Regions from separate parts of the Mus musculus genome. Here all the other regions are linked to region 2. A link is a contact called in public Hi-C and HiChIP or PLAC-seq data. All regions are on one chromosome and are shown on one strand. The core of a region is the stretch at or near the end of the contact, and the rest is flanking DNA. Distances in the headings are between cores, read along the strand shown.

Region 1 (3,887 bases), core at 1,114-3,613, 290 kb before region 2:
CGCTTCTTCCACCACAGGATCCAAGGATCCAACTTAAGTTTGTGTTGCAACCTACTGAGTCATTTTGCTGTCCCCACCACACAGTTTATCAAGGGCACAGGGCCATTCCCTGTGCTGTACAGGTATAAAATATCCAGCCTGCCCCAAAGTCCTTAGGCTGTGGTGTCCAGATGTCTGGCTCTCATCACCTCTAGGTGCCAGAGGGACTGGGAAGCAGCTGTGGGCAGCAGGCCCAGGAAGACTTCATCTTCCTGGATGTCCACAGCCCTGTGGCTCTGCATGGGATCCAGAGAGCAGCTTCTCACCGCTGCTGGCAAAGGTATGAGCGTAAGAGTGTACGGCCCTGGGAATGTCCATCATAGAGCTAGCCCTTCGTAGGTGATGTACAACAAGGTGTCAGAGAGCATGCAGAAACTATGAATCCTTCCAAAGCTACTGACCACCACTGGGCAAAAGCCACGGAGGAACCTGGCATGTGTTTCCCATGTGTTCTGCAGACATTCACGCGAAGACCAACATCGCTGAGAGGTCTGTGACCACACACTCCAGTCATCCGATAGAGCATTCTCCCATGACACTATCACAAGGCCCTGGGGACTGTGGTTTCACTGAGGAGGAAAACAGGGTCCTGTGGCTAGTGCTTGCTGAATGGCAAGGGCTGCCCCGCTCTGTCTGGCAAAACAGAACCACAGACAACTTTCCCTCATAGTTTCAGAGGCCAGATTCTGAGGTCAAGCTACCAGCGGACTGACTTCTTCCAGGGTGTCTCTCGGTGTCACAAGGTCATCCCTGTGAATGTCTTACGAGAACATACATCAAGGGCCCGCAAGATGGCCCAGCAGGTGAAGTTCGGATGAGGGTAGTTGTTGTAAGAGCCCGGTAACTAGAACTTGATTTCCAGAATTCACATAAAACATGGACGGAGAGAGACAACTCCTCAGAGGTGTCCTCTGACCACCACATGCATATTGTCTCTTTCATACACGTACACAACACACATGCACCCACACATATGCACACATACACACAGAACACACATACACTACTGAAAAAAAAAAAAAAAAACACTTGTCACTTTGGATCAGGGCCCACTCATATGAGCTTGTTTAACGTAATTATCCTTTCTTAGTCCCTGTCTCCAGACACAGCCACATTCCAGGTACAGTAAGTGAGGATCTCCACGTATGAAGTGGGGCAGGAGAAGGACATAAGGGACAGACAGGAGGCCAAGCCCGGCAGGCTGCTTCTCCATCCTATACACCTAACCAGCTGTATGACTCTTGTGTGGCAGAACACTATGCAGTCATTAAAAATCAGGTCTGAGCTAGAGAACATACCCAAGGAGCTGAAGGGGTCTGCAACCCTATAGGTGGAACAACAATATGAACTAACCAGTACCCCCCAGAGCTCGTGTCTCTAGCTGCATATGTAGCAGAAGATGGCCCATTGGTCTTGCAAACTTTATATGCCCCAGTACAGGGGAAACACCAGGGCCAAGAAGTGGGAGTGAGTGGGTAGGGGAGCAGGGTGCAGGGGGTGGGGGGAGGGTATAGGGGACTTTTGGGATAGCATTTGAAATGTAAATGAAGAAAATATCTAATAAAAAAATTTTTTTAAAGGTCTGGGAGCCAGTGAGAGGTTTCAGATGGTAAAGACACATGACACACAGCCTGGCAGCCTGATGATATGTTACTGCCATCCCTTGTGGTAGAAGGCGAGAACCAACTCCTGCAAGCTGCCCTGGCTCTAGTGTATGTGCTATGTCATGTGTGCTCCCTGCCCCTCGAATAAATAAGCAAATGTTAAAAAAAATTTTTTTTTGAAAAAAAAAAAAAAGGTCTACATGATGGGTAGTGCTTGGAATGGAGAGGCAGGAGGATCACAAGTTCAAGACCAGCCTGGGACACACATGCTCCAGGTCAGCCTTTCAACTACATGAGAAAACAGAGAGAGACAGAGAGAGAGACAGAGAGAGAGACAGACAAACAGAGAGAAATAAGATTTGCAAAGAGTTAAACATAGAAACTTGCCCATAAGAATTAAGCGATTGAATATTTAATTTCAAAATGTACTGAATTTTAACCCATGATCCCAAATATATCAGAGGGAAAGGAATCGTTCTAAAGGCTTGAGGCAAGTTTGTAGGTCTTCAAAAATGTATATCTACCTAGAGCCTCAAAATGCAACTTTGTTTAGAAACAGACCTATTGATATCAAGCTGAAATCACCCTCCAGGGTAGTGGGACCCAGATCCAAAGAGGCAGGACACACAGAGAGACCTAGAAAGAAGGAAGCTGTGTAACAACAGTGACAGAGACAGGAATGACGTGGACACAGCCTACAAGTTCCAAAGGTGACGAGCAAGCAACTGACCAGGAGCTGGAACTACGGCAAGTTCCTCTTCTAGGCCCTTCATCAGGACCCCCGACTGCCCATGGCTGGTTTCAGATTCCTAGTCTCCTAGATATGCAAGAAGTGTTTGCTGTTTGAAAACGTATGGGACTGACCCACTAGGAAACTGCTAAAACAGAAGCACGGACGTGAGCCCCTCACAGTTCTGAAGACCTGCAATGCACGGCCTAGGTGCGAGCCTCAACTCAAGAAGAAAGGAGCTGGCCCTGAGATCTTAGTTGGTTCTATAAGACCAGGCCTCCAGCAGGCAAAGCTGACCTGGACCTAAACAATGTGATCTGCAGGAAGGAGGAGAAAATGGAAACAACTCAGGGGGAGGAAGAGGAAGAAGCCTTTGAGCACGAGGAGATTTGTCTCCAGCAGGCAGCAAAGCAGAAAATCGTGAGTAGGCAGCTGGGCTGCTTCCGGGATTGCTTCTTTTTTTTTTTTTTTTTTCTTTTTTTGGCCAGGACAGATGTAGCATAGCAAGGCTCCTGGTTTGCAGGCTCCACATCTGCATGCCTACACTATAAACTGTTTAGCCGGTTGCCTGGGATCCCCTGCTGCGGACCGGACTGGGAGGAAAAGAGCGGAAGGCGAATCCTGCGCCTGCGCAACTGTGCCCTGCCTGCACCTTGCTTCCAGTGCAGGGACCCTACATCATCCAAACACCCACCGTGCTTCCTCAAACCCCAGACAGAGCTGCAGTGGAACAGCAAGGGGGGGAACCACCTTTGCAGTGCCCACCAGGCTGCTTGGGGAGGGACGGAAGGACATCCCTGGAAGCAGTCGGTCTCAGAACGAGGGCCACTCCAGGCTAATCCACTGCCTCCAGCCACTGCATTTTCAGCTTGATAAATATTTGATCACTCACAATCAAGTACATTAGAAGAACTAAATGAAATACCCACCTCCCTTCTTTTCTGGGTTACTTCTACCCGCATAAGGAGGAAAATTTTCAATCCTTCAATGTAACATAAAGTTTGGTCATAGGATTTCTCTGACTTGCCATTCTAGACCACCACCACCCCCATCTCTATCTCTCTCTCTCTCTCTCTCTCTCTCTCTCTCTCTCTCTCTCTCTCTCTCTCCCTCCCTCCCTCCCTCCCTCCCTCCCTCTCTCTCTCTCCCTCTCTCTCTCCCTCCCCCTCCCCCTTTCTCTCCCTCTCCTTATACCTAGATTACAGAACTGATTACTGGCTGTGTGAATATAGAACTGAGAGAAAAGGAAACCTCTCCCTACAGCTCTTAGGTGATTAATGGGTTTGGCAAGCTACTGTGCCCACCCTGTGAGTGGAGGTCCTCCTACGTCTTCTGAAGAAGGAGTGGGGCGTACCCAGGAGGTCTAAGGGCAGCTAGCAGACAGTGGGACAGTGGCAAGCAGAGACTGAAGACCCTGCCCTCAAGCACGAGCGGGCCACTAGAAAGGCTTCGTCGATCTGGACAGCACTTTAGTTCATAGACAGGCCCATTAGTTCATAGACAGGCCCATTAGG
Region 2 (3,998 bases), core at 968-3,467:
GCCAGGCAATATGGTGAGACCCTGTCTTAAAGTAAAGGAGAGGAGAAAGATGCTGAGTTCCTGCTTCAGGAATGGACAGACTCAGTGCTGCATGTCTTCCGTTCTTCCCAGACTAGTGTCTAGTTCATGTAGCTTCAGCCAGAGACTCATAGGCAACAGGAAGAAAAAAAAGTAGGAAAGAAAAACAATCATTATTTAATAATCATATTCAAAATTTAGATAGTTTTATAATAGATAAAAGCAGGTATTTGCTTTTAAAAATGGAAACTCATATATTGCTAGCAATAACACAAGTTGGTAAGGCACTTTGAATGTAATTATCAATTAAAATAAAACATGATAATACTTAACTATACTTTTCTTTTTGATACCCACTACACACACACACACACACACACACACACACACACACGCGTGTGTGTGTGTGTATAATTCTGAGAAAGACTCTTGATCTGAATGTAAAAGGTTAAACATTAAAGATTTCAGAAGACAGCATAGTGTTTCAAACTGAGTCATGAGCAGGATTTATAAAAGCAGTTTCCTTATCTTTCTTTGTTTCAAATGTATGATTGTCTATCACATTTTATTAGTCACTTGATAAAGAATAATGCCCAACCAGGAAATAGTTATTTTTGGGCTGGAGGGATGTCTCAGCGATTAAGAGTATGTACGGCTCTGCAGAGGATCTGGGTTTGGTCCCAGCACCCACTCACACAAAGAGAAGAGAAGAGAAGAGAAGAGAAGAGAAGAGAAGAGAAGAGAAGAGAAGAGAAGAGAAGAGAAGAGAAGAGAAGAGAAGAGGTGACATGACATGTGTCTTCAGTCCCAGCACTCTGAGCCAGGGGCAGGAGGATCTCTGTGAGTTCGAGGCCCTGAATGTGTAATCTCAGGGCTCTTAAGGAGAGCTTGGACGTGGAGAAAGGAGAATCCTAGAGCTCTGTAGGCCAGCTTGCTGTAACCAATACAGACACTGCCCCAAACAGGATGGAAGACAAAGGCCTACATCTAAGGTTGACCTCTGACCTCTGCACATGTGCTATGCTGTGTATTCACCACACAAAGATACATACATGTACAAAACAACAACGCTAACCATAATGGAAAGGGACTAACTTGATTTTTACTTTACGATTTTTTACTATTTGTTATTTCTGGTTATGCACAATTGAAACGCATGCATAAAATAAATACTTTTTAAAAAGGCATTATGAAGAGAATGAAAGGTAATTCAGAGATTAGGGGAGGCTGGAGAGTTAAGAGCTCTTGTAGAGGACCCAGGTTCCAACCCTAGAATACATATGGTGGCTCACAACCATGAGTAAGTCCACTTCCGGGGAATCTGACACCTCCTTTTGAGCTCTGAGGGCAGCAGGCACACACATGGTACACACAGGTACATGTAGGCAAAACACACATAAAATAAATCTTTAATAGTTAAGATTTGGTCTGTTATCTCGCAGCACATTTAAATGTCTTCTAAACCCATTAAAAAGGATGTACAATACAAAAAAAACTGGACAGAATAATGTAACAGGATTTTATGTACAAGGATATTTTATAAAGTCAAATCCATCAGAGAAGGTGCGTCATCTCATTAATCATCAGGGAAATGCAAATTAAAGCCATGACTCACACACTGGGGAGCTGAGGGGAACCGCTGAGAAGCGTCAAGTCTGGGAAAGGATGCAGAGCAATTAGCACTTAAATCGGCAAACAGGACTCCAAGTGTGCTCAGTCACGGGTGCTTATGCAAGAGCCTCACTGCAGCATCAGAGCCAGCGGCTGCTGAGGGCGGCATGAAGGACTGGATGTGGTCAGGAATGATTTGGTCTTATTCTGCATTGAGTTCCTTAATAATGTGTTGATTCGTGTTGATTCATGCATTATTGATATTCCTAATTGTAAGTAGCATTAGAAAGAATAAGCCATATTTAAATGCAACACAAATTGTTAAAAGGAGCAATACTGAGGTGTGCACGCCAGGAAATAACCTCTTCCCACACTTGTCCCTGCTCCCCGTTGACGCACGTCAATATCTAGAGGCGGGCGCTGAGCAGACACCTCCTGGCCTCCAGCAGGAGCCTGGCAGTGTTCATTTATCTGTGTTATCTGTGTCCTTCTCCTGGGTAATTGCTTTCTGCGATGAGGGGCCCACGGTCAGGGTGACTCATCCGTGTGGCTGCATTGCGCTAGCTCATAATTGGTTTAGGCTGGAGCTGTTTGACAGAAGGTCTGATGTGGGAAAAGCTTCCTGCTCTAATAAAAGATATACCGGAACCCACAGTGCCCCTGAGGCTGCTTTGTCAGGATTTGATGTTAGGGACTTTTGCATCTGTCTCAAGATGGTGAATGAAGCAGTCGGGCGTTTATCCAGTGTGCTGCTGGGGAAGCAATGAGGGAATGGCAGAGGGAAAGGCAGAAAGAACCCGAGTCCTCAGTGGTTTACTGAAGTCACTGCACTCAGCCTTGCGGCTTCCAGGCTTGCCTTGAGATTTGAGTTAGCAATCTATTGTTTGTAGCAAGGTCACCTGACACCCGCACATTCACCATGGGCTGAAGTCACAAAGAGCTGGCAGTGCACATACTGTTCTGCAGTGAAGTCTCTGGCTGTTAGTCTTTTCCCCAGAATTCTTAGGTTAGGCAGTGGTGGCACATGCCTTTAATCCCAACACCTCCGGAGGCAAAGGCTGGCAGAAAAAAGGAAAAGTTCTAAATTGGGAATGATGGTGTGTATCTATAATCCCAGCACTCAGGAGGAGACTATAGAGGTTGTAAAGGGGATTAGTCCAGCCTAGGCTATCCAGTAAATTCAAGGCCTGGGCTATATAAGAACTCAGTTTGAAAAAACAAATTGGTTATAATGGTGCACACCTTTAGTCCAGCACAAAGTGAGTTTGAGGCTGACCTGGCTTACATACCAAGTTCCAGGACAGCCAGGGCTACATAGTGTGACCCTGCCTCAAAAACAAAATAATCCAAAGTGAAGAGCTGGCAAGATGGCCCATCAGGTCAAGCACTTGATGGGCAAGCCTTATCACCCATGTGTACATTTTCATCCCTGGCACCCACGTAAGGGGGCGGGGCGTGAGAGCAGACGCCATAAAGTTCTCTAACTCTGCCCCCTGCACATGCTTATACATGTGCCCCCCACCGAGAGTAAAGACAATTTTAAAAGTCTAAGAATTAGGGAACTTGTTTTTGCAGAATGAATTTGTGAAGGCAAACTTGTTGAATTAAACAGCATATACACTTAAAGTTGATATTTAGCATTCAGAGATACTGCACCAGAAGCACTGAAAATCCTCAGACTTGCCCTGCCCACCCAACACAAGCAGCAGGAAATTAGAAACCGTTTTTAAGGGATCACACAGCTTCTATTCTCAGTAGCAATGGGACCCCGCTGTTGTTTTTCATGTTCACCAATGCTGACTCTGTTCAGTTATTTAAATTTACCCGTCAGTAGGTTAAAACCTCTTTTATATCCTGACATTTGCAATTTACTGTTAGTAGGGACTGTAGCATCTTGCTCACTGGGGTCTTTTGTACCCAGTTTTTTCTTACTCTGTTTATGGTACTCTATAAAGTGTTGATTTTCTGTGGCAAGTACATTCTCATGAGAGTTCCTTGTTTTGTTTTTTTAAACCTTTGCTGATAATGTCACTTGTACACAGATTTAAATTTTTCCTGTTGTCACATCGGAAACATCATCTTTGTCTTCTGGTTTTTATTTTATGCTTGGGAGGTCATGCTTCCACCTACAGCTGTGCAAAAACTACTACTTTTTTTGTGGCTTTTTTTTTTTTTTTAAATAACATTTAGGTCATTGATGTATCTAGAGTTTATTTTGTGTTTCATTAAAGAGATATAGGGAACTCTTTTATAAGTCTCTTTTCCTTGTAGACAGACAGTTGTCGTCCCAGGGCCCCTGATGGTCATCTGTGCTTGCTCACAGCAGTGTGCTTAGCTACCTACCCTTCCTGCCTCAGTGGACTCAGGTC
Region 3 (4,027 bases), core at 1,323-3,822, 310 kb before region 2:
TCAGAGCCCCCCCCCCTTCACCCAGACATTTTTCTCTCTGAAAAGACATCCATTCCTTGGCACATGTCAAGCCCCAGGCTTTAGAGAGGCCTGGGAAGGCAGTCTGGGGGCACAGAGCTCAAGCCACAGAAACCTCTAGTGATGCAATCTAGAACTCCATTGCCACAGCTCTGCTAACTCCGTCAGTCCATTTCATGGATTTGCTTCCAAGACACACTGCACGGCATTAGCATATGCTTCTAACAGCAACCAGCCCCACCCTGCCTCCCGCATGCCTTCCTTCTGGCCCGGAGGATCTAAGGATGGAAGTCAGGCTTTCTGCTCACACTGTTTGGTGCAAAGCTCCTGTGCAGAGCGTGAGTGTATAAGGGGGATGCAGTATTTAGGGATATGAGGATGGGGTACACAGGAGATTCTTCTCATTATAGAAATGTTCAGACTTCTGCTGGGCTGAGTGCAAAGGCAGGCTTGCTACCAAGTGAGCTTGAGGCCAGCCTAGGCTACATGAGACAGTGAAAAAAAAATCCTCCAATCAAACCGTCTGCTCCCATACCCATCCTTTCGCTCTGCAGCACACACCCCTCCCTATAGAGGCTTTGACATCCGTTATAGATTAAAACTCTTCTACCAGACACAACAGACCCAGCAGAAAGGACAGCCACTGGACAGTACACAAATAGCTAAGCACAGCAGGAGAACATGGAGGGTTGCAGACTGCCAGCAACAGCCAACTTTAGGAACAAACACACTGAATTGGTGATCCAGGGAACCTTGAACAAAGTGTATATAAGATTGAAGTCTACACAGATAGAGAGGCACAGCGGAGGGGGGTGCAGAATCGAGTGTCAGGTCTCTGCTGAGGTGTGGAGATGTGTGTCACATGACATCTGTCCCTCAGCTTCTGTTCAAAAAGAATAGTGAGATAGCCCACCCTGGAACCACCCCCACCCCCCAGAGCTTGAGACACTTAAAGTAAGCTTTGACCAGCCAACAGCATCTTGCGATCTCTTCTCAATACCAATGAGAAAAAGGTCCAGCAAACTGACTTGACCTTTTAAGAAGCTATGGTTTCCACAACCTGAACTTGAGAAAAAGCAACACTGTAAAACGTCCTTTCCTTCCATTTCAGAAGGTCACCCAAAGAAAGCCTGCTTATTTCCTACCCTGATTCCGCAAAGGAGTCTGGGACACGAGGAAAGCGTTTGCTGAGTTCCCTACAAGACTGTCTCAAAAAGAGCATTTGGTTCTGTCTCCTTCCTTCCTCCTGGCCCATAGCTCTGACTTCCTCGGGCCGAGGCAGGAGTTCTTGTTAGAGAGGGTCATCTTTGAGCTGATCTCTTTCCGATGAGCTTCCAAGTTAGTTAGATTTTTTTTTCTCTTTTGCATCTGGACCCCAAACACTCCAGAACTGCACCTCTAACTTTTCCAAATCCATCCTTCAAACTGGCTGCAAGTTAAACCACAGAAGGCTTTGTTTCCTGGTTGCGACTCCCTCTGTCTTCTGCCCCACCGCTTGCTTCCATGGCACACCCGTCCTCGGGTCTTCCCTTCCTCCAACAGAACCAAAGTTGAGAGCAGAACTTCACAACAGCACCCTTCCTCAGCTCGGTGCTCACACCACAGAGAGAATAAAGCCTTGGCTGCCTCACCCTCCTCCCTCACGTCTGCGCTTGGAACGCCATCAGCAGCGACCATGCTGAGGCAGACAGACTGGACAGGTGTAGTTAGCAGCAGCATTTCTTTGTACACAGACTAGAGAGCAGGATGCTGCCACCCACACTACACTGTGGCAGATGTGCCATCACTCAGACTCACAAACAATCCAAGGGGCTTTGAAAACAGCAACGAGCAAATAAAAGCATGGAAACGAACCAGACTGACATTCAGCCTGAGTTCCAAAGTCACCGAGAGTTTCCCTAGGGATGGTGACACCAAACCACATGCTAGAAGAGGAAGCCCGGTGTCCCCAGCACTGAAGCAGGGAATGATGGGAGGAGCACCAGCCTCCAGGTCAGAAAAAGGAAACACGGACACTTGTGGTTCCTTCAGCAGCTTCTCCATTCTGGCTTCTTTCCCGTCCAGTCAGTGGCCTACAGACCCCTGTGTGTTGGTCTCTGGGCTTGCAGTAGGTCTGAAAGGAGACAGAAGTGGGAATATTTGTAACTTACAGGGAGGGCAGTCCACCACTCAAGTGGCAAGTCAGCTGAACGAGACAGTGCTCCTGCTCACACTTCACAGCACTGCGCATCCACTTCTGTGTAGCCCAGCAAATTGAGTAACCGGCAGAAAACCCAGGACCGGGGACCAGTCTAGCCCTGACACTGAACAAGCATAGTCTGATATATTCTACTCCCTGCCTCCCTGAGAAAAGCTAAATACCAAGTTCTGGAACTTCATTAGCAGTTTCACCATAACCCTCACTTAGGCAGGCGCCCTGACATCTCCTGCTGCCTTTAAAAAAAAAAAATCTTTTATTTATATTTATGTGGCTCTGTGTGTGTGTGTGTGCCACGTACTCCTATGCTAGTGCATGTCTGTGCATGCACGCACACACATGGGCATGCAGGTGCCACCAAGCCCAGTAGAGGGTGTCAGATCCATTGGGGCTGGAGTTGCTGGCAGTTATGAGTCTCTGTGGGTACTGGGAAATCAACTCCGGTTGATTCACTGAGACAGCTCTCCTGCCACGTCTACCGTCTTTTTCTCCTACTTCCTGTGCAGTGGAGCTGGCCTTTCTGGGTCATACTGAATCTTTTTTCCGCTGTAGTGAGGTAGGTGAAGTGGCTAGCGATTGGGGCCTTCAAAGGCTGCTGGTAACCACGGGACTGGTTAATAGTCATTATCCCCTGCAATTGTTCTAGGTAATGTGTAACTTTAATTTTTTCAAATCCTATTTTTAATGGTGGTTCTTGACCACTTTAACTTCCCTTTTAACCCGCCATCTTCCAGAGTAGTGGGAAAGAAAGGATACGGGGGAAGTGGACCTGTTTAGAAAGGTTCTTTGGAGCAGATTCCATCTGTGTTGTCTGGAAATCATCAGTTCAGTTCACAGGTTAGCAGGCAGTGGCAGCTTGATCCACTCAAAAACACTTCATGGATACACCAGCCAGCCAGTTTGATAAATTCAGTAATGGCGGTGACACGTCCTAGCAGAGACAGACAGACCTCAGCCTCAGCTCCAGTCAGCAGGAGGGACCAATAGGAACACCAGAAGTTCTCAGCTATGTGTCTCTCAGGGAAGTGAAGATCAGGGAAGTGAAGATCAGCAAATACGGGAGATCCACAAGCACAGACAGCTGTACCAGCAAGCCAAGCTCTGTCTCGTCACTCTGTGGAGTCCTATTTATGCCCTCCAACCATCATGTGCTCTCCGTGTGCCTTGCCTCAGTGCGTGTCCTGTCTCAGCATGTGCATCCAATCAGCTCGAGTCCTTGGAAGTGGCAACAAACTTCAGAACACCACCAGAAGAATTTTACACATTTCTGTCTGTGGAGTCCCGACTATTGCCTCTCAACCATGCAATGTAAGACAGACCAATGCATGCGTGTTGTCAGCAAAGAATCCTTCACCTCGTGTCCTTTCACGTGCTTGCTTTAGCAGAACATCCTCTCTCCTGTGTCTGCTTCAGCGAAAAGTTCCTTTATGAGTCTACCTTAGCCTTTCACACCTGTGTCCACTTCAGCTGACATTCCTTCACGCGTTTGCCCCAGCAAAACACCATCCAACCGACTTTCTAAAGAACCCTTAAGTTTCCACGTCAGTGATGCCTCTACAAAGCTCTCCAGAGCCCAGGCTGAAATCAATCAGGCCTTTTGGGGACTCTTCCTTCCTCCCTTCCCTCCTCCTACCCCTCCTCCCTTCTCTCCTCCCTTCCCTACCTCCCTCCTTTCTGTCTTCCTTCCATTCTTTCTTTCTTCCTTCCTTTCTTCTTTTCTTTTTTCTTTCTTCCTTCCTTCTCTTCCTTTCTTCTTTCCTTTCTTTTTTCCTTCCTTTCTTTCCTCCTTCTTTTCCTTCTTCCTTCTTTCCT

What was found. A called contact is a pair of places that touch in the nucleus more often than the background predicts. HiChIP or PLAC-seq counts read pairs in DNA pulled down with a chosen protein or histone mark.
Region 1: a contact with region 2 is called in a Hi-C map of bone marrow-derived macrophages, with 28 read pairs. The contact joins two enhancer-like sites. A contact is called at or near these places in 2 of 15 datasets of contacts at CTCF or cohesin (the NIH/3T3 cell line and large pre-B cells), 62 of 484 Hi-C or Micro-C datasets (the AtT-20 cell line, B cells, the BV-2 cell line and 34 more), 31 of 115 datasets of contacts at active chromatin or transcription factors (the 230-238 cell line, CD8 T cells, the NIH/3T3 cell line and 20 more) and 5 of 9 other capture datasets (adipose tissue, embryonic stem cells, liver and 2 more).
Region 3: an H3K4me3 HiChIP or PLAC-seq map of bone marrow-derived macrophages shows a contact between it and region 2, with 6 times the contacts expected there. The contact joins two enhancer-like sites. A contact is called at or near these places in 1 of 15 datasets of contacts at CTCF or cohesin (the NIH/3T3 cell line), 25 of 484 Hi-C or Micro-C datasets (the C10 cell line, the C2C12 cell line, CD4 single positive thymocytes and 16 more), 19 of 115 datasets of contacts at active chromatin or transcription factors (the NIH/3T3 cell line, T-cell acute lymphoblastic leukemia, bone marrow-derived macrophages and 13 more) and 4 of 9 other capture datasets (adipose tissue, liver, macrophages and 1 more).

The regions. Positions count from the first base shown.
Region 1 is chr7:128,376,693-128,380,579 of GRCm38.p6, forward strand. All of the region lies in intron 4 of Rgs10 (regulator of G-protein signalling 10), which reads right to left. Among named protein-coding and RNA genes, the nearest start is that of Gm39092, 12 kb to the left of the region's middle. Within about 2 kb of position 2,364, at least 34 of the 459 cell types and tissues checked have an H3K27ac peak or open chromatin away from gene starts, as enhancers often do. A contact at or near this core is called in bone marrow-derived macrophages, where this site is marked.
Region 2 is chr7:128,670,419-128,674,416 of GRCm38.p6, forward strand. All of the region lies in intron 9 of Inpp5f (inositol polyphosphate-5-phosphatase F), which reads left to right. Among named protein-coding and RNA genes, the nearest start is that of Inpp5f, 61 kb to the left of the region's middle. Within about 2 kb of position 2,218, at least 186 of the 459 cell types and tissues checked have an H3K27ac peak or open chromatin away from gene starts, as enhancers often do. A contact at or near this core is called in bone marrow-derived macrophages, where this site is marked.
Region 3 is chr7:128,357,314-128,361,340 of GRCm38.p6, forward strand. Gm39092 (a long non-coding RNA gene) reads right to left here. Exons shown (of 3, transcript XR_869958.2): 3 at 1,480-2,131. Among named protein-coding and RNA genes, the nearest start is that of Gm39092, 7.7 kb to the right of the region's middle. Within about 2 kb of position 2,573, at least 13 of the 459 cell types and tissues checked have an H3K27ac peak or open chromatin away from gene starts, as enhancers often do. A contact at or near this core is called in bone marrow-derived macrophages, where this site is marked.